Regions from separate parts of the Sus scrofa genome. Here regions 1 and 3 are each linked to region 2. A link is a contact called in public Hi-C and HiChIP or PLAC-seq data. All regions are on one chromosome and are shown on one strand. The core of a region is the stretch at or near the end of the contact, and the rest is flanking DNA. Distances in the headings are between cores, read along the strand shown.

Evidence for each region. A called contact is a pair of places that touch in the nucleus more often than the background predicts. HiChIP or PLAC-seq counts read pairs in DNA pulled down with a chosen protein or histone mark.
Region 1: a Hi-C map of liver shows a contact between it and region 2, with 3 times the contacts expected there. The contact joins the promoter of PPP2R5E here to the promoter of WDR89 in region 2. A contact is called at or near these places in 8 of 47 Hi-C or Micro-C datasets (blood, fetal heart ventricle, heart right ventricle and 2 more) and 2 of 2 datasets of contacts at active chromatin or transcription factors (alveolar macrophages and skeletal muscle).
Region 3: a contact with region 2 is called in an H3K27ac HiChIP or PLAC-seq map of alveolar macrophages. The contact joins the promoter of SYNE2 here to the promoter of WDR89 in region 2. A contact is called at or near these places in 13 of 47 Hi-C or Micro-C datasets (alveolar macrophages, brain, embryonic fibroblasts and 6 more) and 2 of 2 datasets of contacts at active chromatin or transcription factors (alveolar macrophages and skeletal muscle).

The regions. Positions count from the first base shown.
Region 1 is chr1:194,504,078-194,506,910 of Sscrofa11.1, reverse strand. It overlaps PPP2R5E (protein phosphatase 2 regulatory subunit B'epsilon), which reads right to left and starts at 1,376. Exons shown (of 14, transcript NM_001244062.1): 1 at 1,333-1,376.
Region 2 is chr1:194,438,192-194,441,306 of Sscrofa11.1, reverse strand. It overlaps WDR89 (WD repeat-containing protein 89), which reads right to left and starts at 1,482. Exons shown (of 2, transcript XM_021074236.1): 1 at 1,215-1,482.
Region 3 is chr1:194,351,124-194,353,825 of Sscrofa11.1, reverse strand. SYNE2 (nesprin-2) reads left to right here and starts at 1,276. Exons shown (of 117, transcript XM_021074116.1): 1 at 1,276-1,637. It overlaps SGPP1 (sphingosine-1-phosphate phosphatase 1), which reads right to left and starts at 1,855. Exons shown (of 2, transcript XM_013993487.2): 1 at 947-1,855. The coding sequence starts at 1,636.

The DNA.
Region 1 (2,833 bases), core at 127-2,626, 66 kb before region 2:
TTAACCTTCTCAAATTATTAACATGAAGGCTATTTCCTAAAAGTAACAAGCATTAAGCTCAGCTTCATTCACCAATTTAAACAGATGCCATCATTTCCATGGCATTGAGGCTCCCAGCAAGATTAATGGCAGACTTTAATAGAAATAATGCATATGGGGGAAATGCTAAAATGCAATTACTCACCTGTCATTCCAATTCATAAGATAAAGTGTTTTTTAACCTCTAAATAAGGGGATTTCTTCCTGAATGTATGAGAGTAAGTTACCTGGATTAGCTGGATTCTGACAAAGTAAAAATAACAAAAACATACACAAAAAACAAACAAAACCATGTGATGTTGAGGTTTGGAATTCTGAAATCTTGTTTGGTTCTCTTTTTTAAAAAAAGTTTTTTTAGCAATCTACCTAATTTACCCTTAAATAAAATGTAACACATAAAACGGAATTGCAAACCATGAATGACTATAAAAGAAGTGAGATCACTTTAAAATTTTCATAATGACTGCATCATCAAGAAGCTCCACATCACATTTGTATGTTGTAAATTTAGGGGCTGCTTTTCCAATCTGTTATGTGATTATTTAAATTTCATTTAACCCTCACAACACAAGATTTCTGTAAATCCTGTTCCTCCATCACTCTTTTTGTCTCTTCTTTATTCATCTCCCATCTCTAAAGATGATTTACCAGTAGCAAAAAAAAAAAAAAAAAAATCTTTAAACCATTTGCCCCTTATGACCGAGGCCCCAGACTCAACCCTACAGCTCTGCAGAACTGAACGTGCAGTAGCAGCGGGTCCGCGCAAAGCCCGGGGAAACAGGTTTTGCTCTGGACCCCGAAGCTTTATCATCCTCTAATCACCGGACACGGGGCATTTCCAAGACTCAGGATAATCCAAAGGGGCCACTGGGGTAGAGGAGAAAGACAGCGAAAGGGCTGGTCGGTAGGGATGCTCACTCCCTTTGCTCCCACCTCCCCGTCATCCCAAACAAACCTTGGAGAAGATAAGCTGCTAAAGAATCCTTCTCACTTCAACAATCCCCTTTTTCCCCCCGCCACCGTCAACAGATGAAGGGGACAGGAATGCGCCTCCAATGACTGAAGGTGGAGAAAAGGGGGCAGGGGCAAGAGAGGCATCACCAGCAGCGTCTGCAGGTAAATCAGACAAGTGGGGCCGGCGCTCCCGCTCCCGCTCCCGCACCTCACACACCGCACCCTCGCCGGTCGGGCCAGGCCTTCCCGAGGCCGGTGCCTGCAGGTCCCCGGAGGACCAGGAGGAGGAAGGGAGGCTGAAAGCAGCAGAGAGCTGCGGTGCAGGAGAGACCAAGTTACCTTGAAGCTTCTGGAGAAGAATCCGAAGATGACCTGTGGTTTCCGAGGGGCAGGAGACGGGGAAGAGGCCGAAGCGGGGGCGGCCGGCGGGGCCGGAGCAGCGGGGGGCGGTCCGGACGGCGCGGGGAGCCCGGGCGACGGCTCCGGGGCAGCGTCCCTCCGGTTCCGCGGCGGCGGCGGCGCCTCTAGGCCTCACGGCCGGACCTGAACCTCTGCGCTCCGGCGGCGGCGGCGGCGGCGGCGGCGGCCTCACGACCCTCCCCCGCGGACCCGTCCCATCAAATCGGCACCGACCCCGTTTCGACTCCGCCGGCGGCTCCGCGTTCACATTCCCGGCGGGCGGCGCCTCTGCTCGTTGCCCCGGACCTGGCGGCGGCGACGACAAGCGGAGGGGGCAGGGAGGGAGGAAGACGGGATCCGCAGCGGCCGCAGGAGGAGGAGGAAGGAAAAGGAGGAGGAGCCGCTGGAGCTGCAGCCGCCGCTGCCAGAGCCGCCGTTCGCCGCCCGCGGAGGGTCCCAGTCAATGCCCCTTTCTCTCTCCTATTGTCAATATCACCGGGCGGCCGAGTCCATGGCACACGCGCAGCCGAACCTTCTGGCCCGCAGAGCCCGCCCCCGGCGCCCGGTCACTGGATGCTTCAAACGGGAAGCGAAGCCTCATTGGTCGACTCCCGCCTTCACTCACCTGTCAGCACGTTGGGCTGAGAGGCGAGCAGGGATTGGCGGCTGGGGGGCGGAGACACGGGAGTGGGAAGAGAAGAGGCCGAAGATTGGCCAAGGCGAGAGGGACCCGGATGCAGCCGAGACCCTGCGGCCGTGCCGCTGCCGCTTCCGCCAGGCGTTTAGGACTGAGTTAGCTGATCCTCCAGGCCCGGGATCAGCTTGTTGAGCCCGGACGTGTGCGGCGGGCAGATCCATTCGGTGGGCTTCCGCGTAACGCGGAGCCTCCAGGCGACGATCGTCAACCCGAGGATCCAGGGGCAAGAGTCGGCTGAGGATGGGGACGCCCCTGGCCCATGATTTCGCCCCTTTCAGCAATGAGGCTAGCCTTTGGGCTCGAGTACCGCGCAGGACGGGCACCGGCGCCGCGCAGAGGAAAAGAAAGCTCCGCCCGCCCATGCGCTGCCGCTTGTGCATTGGGCCCTCGGCACGGCCTGATGCCCCCACCGTCGCTCTGCAAGGAACCTCGTCGGGCCTGGCACCGAAATCCGACCTCCCAGCACTCTGGGGTTGTCGCTTCGAATTCCTTCTTGCCTGGTCTCCTTTCCCTAAACTTCTACTTTGAGTACCAGCTCCTTGGAACTCCTGCGAGCCTTGCTCGGGGCCAGCAACGTGCAGCTTATGCTGGTGGGAAAGCTGATGCTACGACCTGCAGGCGTTTATGGAGATCCGCCGCTTCGCCCACGGCTGCACAGAGTTTAGGGACTCCAGCTCCAAACTGCAGGAGCTCGGCCGCTTCTAGTTGGCAAGTTGGATCCGAAAGAGTTTACGGAGACTTCAC
Region 2 (3,115 bases), core at 233-2,732:
GAACTCAGAACACCAGTTAAAAGAGCTCATCTACTTTTGCTTTATGCTGTATACAGCAGTCTAAGGTAAGAATACTAACCAGACAAGTACCACTTCTGCATTCACAAGGAATACTATCCAGAACCCTGGGTAAGAAGCCACATAGGCTTAAGGGGTACTTCACACCTAAGTGGTACGAGACAGAATGTTACCCACTGTGTGTGCACATATATATTTCATGTCATATATTTTAATAATATTGCATATTATATATTGATGATAGTCTAGTTTCCAGAGTAAAGAATTTGAAAAGCAGCAACAATCATATGTGGTTAACGTCAGTAATTTATATTCACTATCTCTTTTGATCCTCACAACTCTATGAAGTAGACAAATCTGGTATTGATTTCAGTTCTGCAGTGGAAGAAGCTGCAACCCAGTCACAGGGTAGTAAATAGCTCCCACTCTGATGACTTTCTACTAGACAATTTTACTTGGATAACATCAATCAATTTACTTATAGCTATATTGTTGTAAATTTCAAAATAACTTCAAGTTGGGAAAGAAAACAAGGCCAACACTTTACAAGCAATACCGTATTTTAATTTTACGTGCATGGAAACAATACCACACTCAGTGGTCAGTGATAAAGCTGAAGAGAACGAGTGGACGAATAATTTAAGTGTTTCTTTGCACAAAAATGAGAATGGCACCTACCCCTTTAGATGCTACTGTGTGGATTAAACGAGAGTACACTAAAAGTACTTATCATAGTAGCTAGTCTCACAGTTAGTACTACATACTCCAGGACGTCTCTTCCCAAAGGAAAATCTCCTTTCTGACCCCGAAAATGAACACACTCAGAAGTTGGGTAGAAGAGAATACAAAGGGAATGAAGATAGGGAAAATAGGTCCTGGCTACCCTTCCTTGAACACTTGACGAGCCGGCGCTTTGCAGTCACCCAAGAATGACCCAGAGAGGTGCTGGGGGCAGCCTAGGCGAAACCAACCTAAGCCCCGAAAGGCTCGTGGGGCAGGGGCAGCACCTTTCTGACCCGGGGGTACGACCACGGCCCCAGAAACCCCAACACGTGGCTCCCTCTCCCGGCTCCTCCCAATTGCCCTCTGCTCCTCAGTCTCCAAGCTTTCTCAGGTCGACCGGCACCGTAGCTGCAGATCAAGAGAGCAGCCTCTCCGGGGACCCTCCCAACCCAACCCTGAGAAATGCGCCTCACCGGGAAGCCTCGAAGTGGCTCTGGGAACTACAGCTCAGCCTCCTAGCGGAGCGACGACCGGAAGCCCGCCCCCCACCTCTCCGATTGGATAAATGTGCAACATGAGGCTGCAGAGGATTGGTCAGCATCCGAGGGGCGGGATATAGCCCAGGTGATGCAGAGATGCTGGGATGTGGAGGGCGAGGAAGCGCCGGGGCATTCTCCCTCCGGATTGGACGAGACCAGACATTTACGCCAGCTTAGAACCAGCTTCCGTAGAGCCGTCCACCACCGCCCTTTGCGTTACGTTTCGTTACGCTACCTTACGTTAGCGGAAGTTTTAAGCACTCATTGGTTGTGACGGAAGTTTGTCTCCTGGCTGCGTGGCCAATAGAGGACAATAATACAGCGAGTTCCGCCTCTTCCTCGGGCGATTGAGTCCTTCCGTTGACACATGGCAAAGTGAGTTCCTTCCAGTGTTTAGACGCTAGAAACTCCTACCAAGCCAGACACGGGTAGGGAACTGCTATTTTTACCAGAAAGTTTCTTCAGGTGAGAAATACTTGGTCGTAGAATCAGGCCTTGACAGACCCACCTACCCTGAGAACTTAACGAGGACCTGAGCGCTAGAACGCGGAGGAATCATTTCTTCGGTTGCTCTTTAGTCTGGCCGTATCGTTGGCTGAAACAGCTGTCAATTTGAGGGTAGCTCCACCTGCGGCCCTAGGGAACTCTGGGACTTGTAGTCTTTAAATGTGATTGTTGGTGCTGAGTTCTTTGTCAGCGCTTCGTGACGTTTACTGTGGTTTTGGAGTGTTCCATTGTGCTTTTATCTTTTCCCTTATCAGCACTGTTAAAGCCAAAGACCACTTAGGAAAACTGGAAAGACTTAATGTATGTTCGTAAAGATAAATATTAGTGTTTCAAACGTTTCACTGCTGTGCCCGCCTCTCTACTAAACGTTCGTAATTCGTGTACTAAGTGGATCGTAAATGTCTTCGTTTTTGAAATTCTTTCCTTTACAACAAAATGGCCTTGATTTTCGTATTAGTGATCATCCTATAATATTTGAAGAGTGCCCTGAATTTAACAGCTGTATATCACTATTGTCGCTGCTTACTTAAATCGTGTTGATGTGACACGATGCAGAACTGACTGCTGTCTTGACAGGAAAACAGTGCTGTAGTTAAAACGTCAAGCGTGACGGATTCCAGGAGGCGCATATGTTGTATATCCTTCAGGATTGCATTATGAAGTGTTTTTTCAGTAGTAATGGAAACATGTTGGTTTGAGGCAGTTACCCTGCCTTTATTGAATCATGAACTCCTTCACTTGTGAGCATGTTTAATAATATTTCGTCACTTTGTGTTTAGCAAAAGTAAATATCAACCTATAAATACCACAACTTCCTGAGTGGACTCTTTTCCTTTCAACACTTTTTTTTTTCTGTGTATCATGTAATACAAACTTCAATTTTTGTAAGAAAAAGCAGGGATTGTTGCTGGACTAAAAATTAAGTATACTTTAGAGGATTCAAGCCAAGCAGAAGCTGTTTTTTATGATGCTTGGAATAGTTGCTTTTTTGTGTAAAAAAAAAATTTTTTTTAAATTTTTTTGTGTGCTGTTTGTAAATGATCACAGAATGTTTCAGGTTTTATTTGTAAATGAAAAGTAGAAGATAGCCTTTTTTATTCTGAATAAATAAAGAGCCAAATTGGGGAGTTCCCTTAGCTGCGCATCGGAAAAGAATCCGACTAGGAACCATGAGGTTTCGGTTTCGATCACTGGCCTTGCTCAGTGGGTTAAGGATCTGGCGTTGCTGTGAGTTGTGGTGTAGGATCTGGCATTCCTGTGGCTGTGGCTGGCAGCTGTAGCTCCGATTCGACCCCTAGACTGGGGACCTCCATATGCCGCAGGTGAGG
Region 3 (2,702 bases), core at 27-2,526, 87 kb after region 2:
ACAGGTAGCAGAAAACTGTAAATCAACTATACTTCAATAAAAAGAGACATAAGATATCAATAAGAATAAATTTTGCTTCTATCTAAAAAATAATTAACTTTTAAATCTAAGTAACATTTACAGAGCATGAAAAAATTTTTAAAAAGGGGGGAAGCCAAAAGAAGCAGACAAAATATAAAGTTTACTGTTAAAAACTCATCCCTGATCTGGCTGTCATACTTAGCATTTTTCAAACCCACCAGTCTGACCAAGAACCCTAGTTTTAAGACTAACTTTAATTTTAATTTGTAACATTAATTCAACAATAATACTGTAGCTTAACTACAGATAGTACTGATCAGTGACCCAGAAACTAATAAAACTGTGTCTATCAGCAAATTAGCAACCACACCCCTTAAAAAGAGCCACTCAGGCGGTGCTCCATTAACTTCCACAAAGGGTGGCTTTCATTTAAAATGCAGTACTTCATTGCCTGGAGAAACCTCGTTTGTTTTATAAACACTGTCTGGAGTAAAGCCAATGACTTTACCTATGGCTGAAACAATCAGTTTGGAGAAAGGCATCATGGATAACTGGTGAATCCTAGTCTCCCAACGATTAGTTATAAGGACTTTACACTTAAATGATAATTACACTCTGTGCATCACAAGAGTGAAAACCGTTTAGAAACTCAACCAAAGCTTGGGGATAATGTATTACTCCACGAATAGCTCTTCCTTTAAGTTCCAAGAAAGGCATTACTATTAAAATTGAGTTTGCTAGCTAAGTCTCTAGGTTTTCCCCGACCGTTTTACTATCATTCTTAAGCCTACAAAGGGCCCGTTAGCGGGTACTGTGAAAACCTGTGGAAAAAGAGTTTTGGCCAAATTTAAATAACTGCGGAGAGCAACGAAGGCTTGGAGTCCTTAACTCCCCGAGCTGAGCCGTGAGGCCACAGGCACCTTACCTGCCAACGGCCATAGGTGAGCAGAACCATGGAGATGGGGATGGCGGTGCCGGACATGGCATGGGTGGAGGGCATGCTGTACTCCGAGTTGTAGAAGACCTCCAACTTGACCACGGGCGGCGAGGCGGGCCTCGGCCAGCGGATGATGTCCTTGGTGCACTGGCCCAGGTACATGGCCAGCACCCAGATGACCACGAGCCTCCGGCCCACCAGGGCGTCCAGGTTCCAGATCCAGAAGGGGAAGAAGAGCATGTAGAAGAGTTCGTTGCCCAGCTCGGTGCCCAAGCAGAACAGGTAGTAGAGCGGCCAGTTGCTCACGTGGGCCAGCTGGCCCTCCTCGCCCGTCAGCGAGTTGCGGCGCAGAGCCCCCGCGCGCCGCGGTGAGGCCGGGCCCAGCTTGGTGGCCCGACCGTTCCGCACACCGTTGGGGGCGCCGCCGACGCCTGGCTTGGCCTGGCACTGATTGCGCTCGCTCCCGGGCGGCTGAGGGCCTCCGGACGCCCCCAGCTGCCGCTCTCGGTGCCGGGGTTCGCCGGCGAGGGGCGCCTCCGCCTTCTCATCTTCCTCCGGGCCGCTGGTGGCGGCGGCGGCGGCCGGCGCTTCGACCCCGCACAGCAGCTGGAAACGGGCGACTTTCTGCGGGTCCTGCAAACTGCCGACCAGCCCGGCCAAGCGCTGCCTCCACGACATGGTAAAGGGACCGCCGGCCCACGAACCAGAGGACGGCGGCGGGAGCGGCGGGGGGGGGGGGGGCGGCCCCCGGCGCAGCCCCGATCAGCCCCCGCGGGCGGGACAGCTGCAGCGGCAGCGCGAGCAGCGCCTCCTTACCCCAGAGCGGCTCTGCGGGGTGACGGCTCCACAGGCCGCAGCGGCCGCCGCGCGCCCCCGTCCCGCGCGCCCCTCCCTCTCCGCGCGCGCCCCGCCGCCGCCCGCGGCCTCCACGCGCCGGCGCGCCCCGCCCCCACGGCCGCTCTGGCAGGGGGCCCGGCCCGCCCCGAGCGCATCCGGGCGGCGTCAGGGCGCGGAGGCTTGGCGGGCGGCGGCCTTGAGGTGCTCCTAGTTAATACCCACTAGGCAGCGCGGCGCTGGGCGGGCGGGACCTTGCGCTTCCCCTTCTTCAGCTTCAGCCTTTGGTCCCCGCAGGCGGGGGTGGGGGGTCGCCGGCTGCTCTCTGTATGGCGTTGGCCCTTAGAGGCCACGATCCTCGTGCCAGGTTTTGCGGTGCCAGTGGCCAGGCACCCGAACGTCCTGCTGGCACAGAATGAAATGGTGAATGAAAGCAAAGTAACCACCGCGCGCCCGGAATCTTTGCACTCAAGGAATTACAAGTAATTACAGAGCTGTCACTAACAGTTGATGTCCTGAAAGCCACGTGCCACTTGACTCGCGGGGACAAGGGTAGATGTAGATCCCAGGACAGTAGTGTGTAATTCATTGTCAAAAGTTCACAAACAGCCAAAGTAAAACCAATAAATCACTGAAGTTGTAATAAGTTAAAGGGTATTGTGTACACACCAAAAAGTTGCAAACTGGGAGCATTCAAACCAAAATCATGGAGTGTGGCTCAGGTGTACACTGTTATAAAGCAGCTACGTATAGTGAGAAGGCAGTAACTGTTTCTTCTTCACAGTGATTGGTTATAATAGCAGAGTTTTCAGGGTTAGTTACCGCATATCAACCTTGGGAAACAGTTCCAAATTTTGTTTATGATTTCCAAAGGCATAAGCAAAAAATGACTAAATTGGTTTTGTCTGCC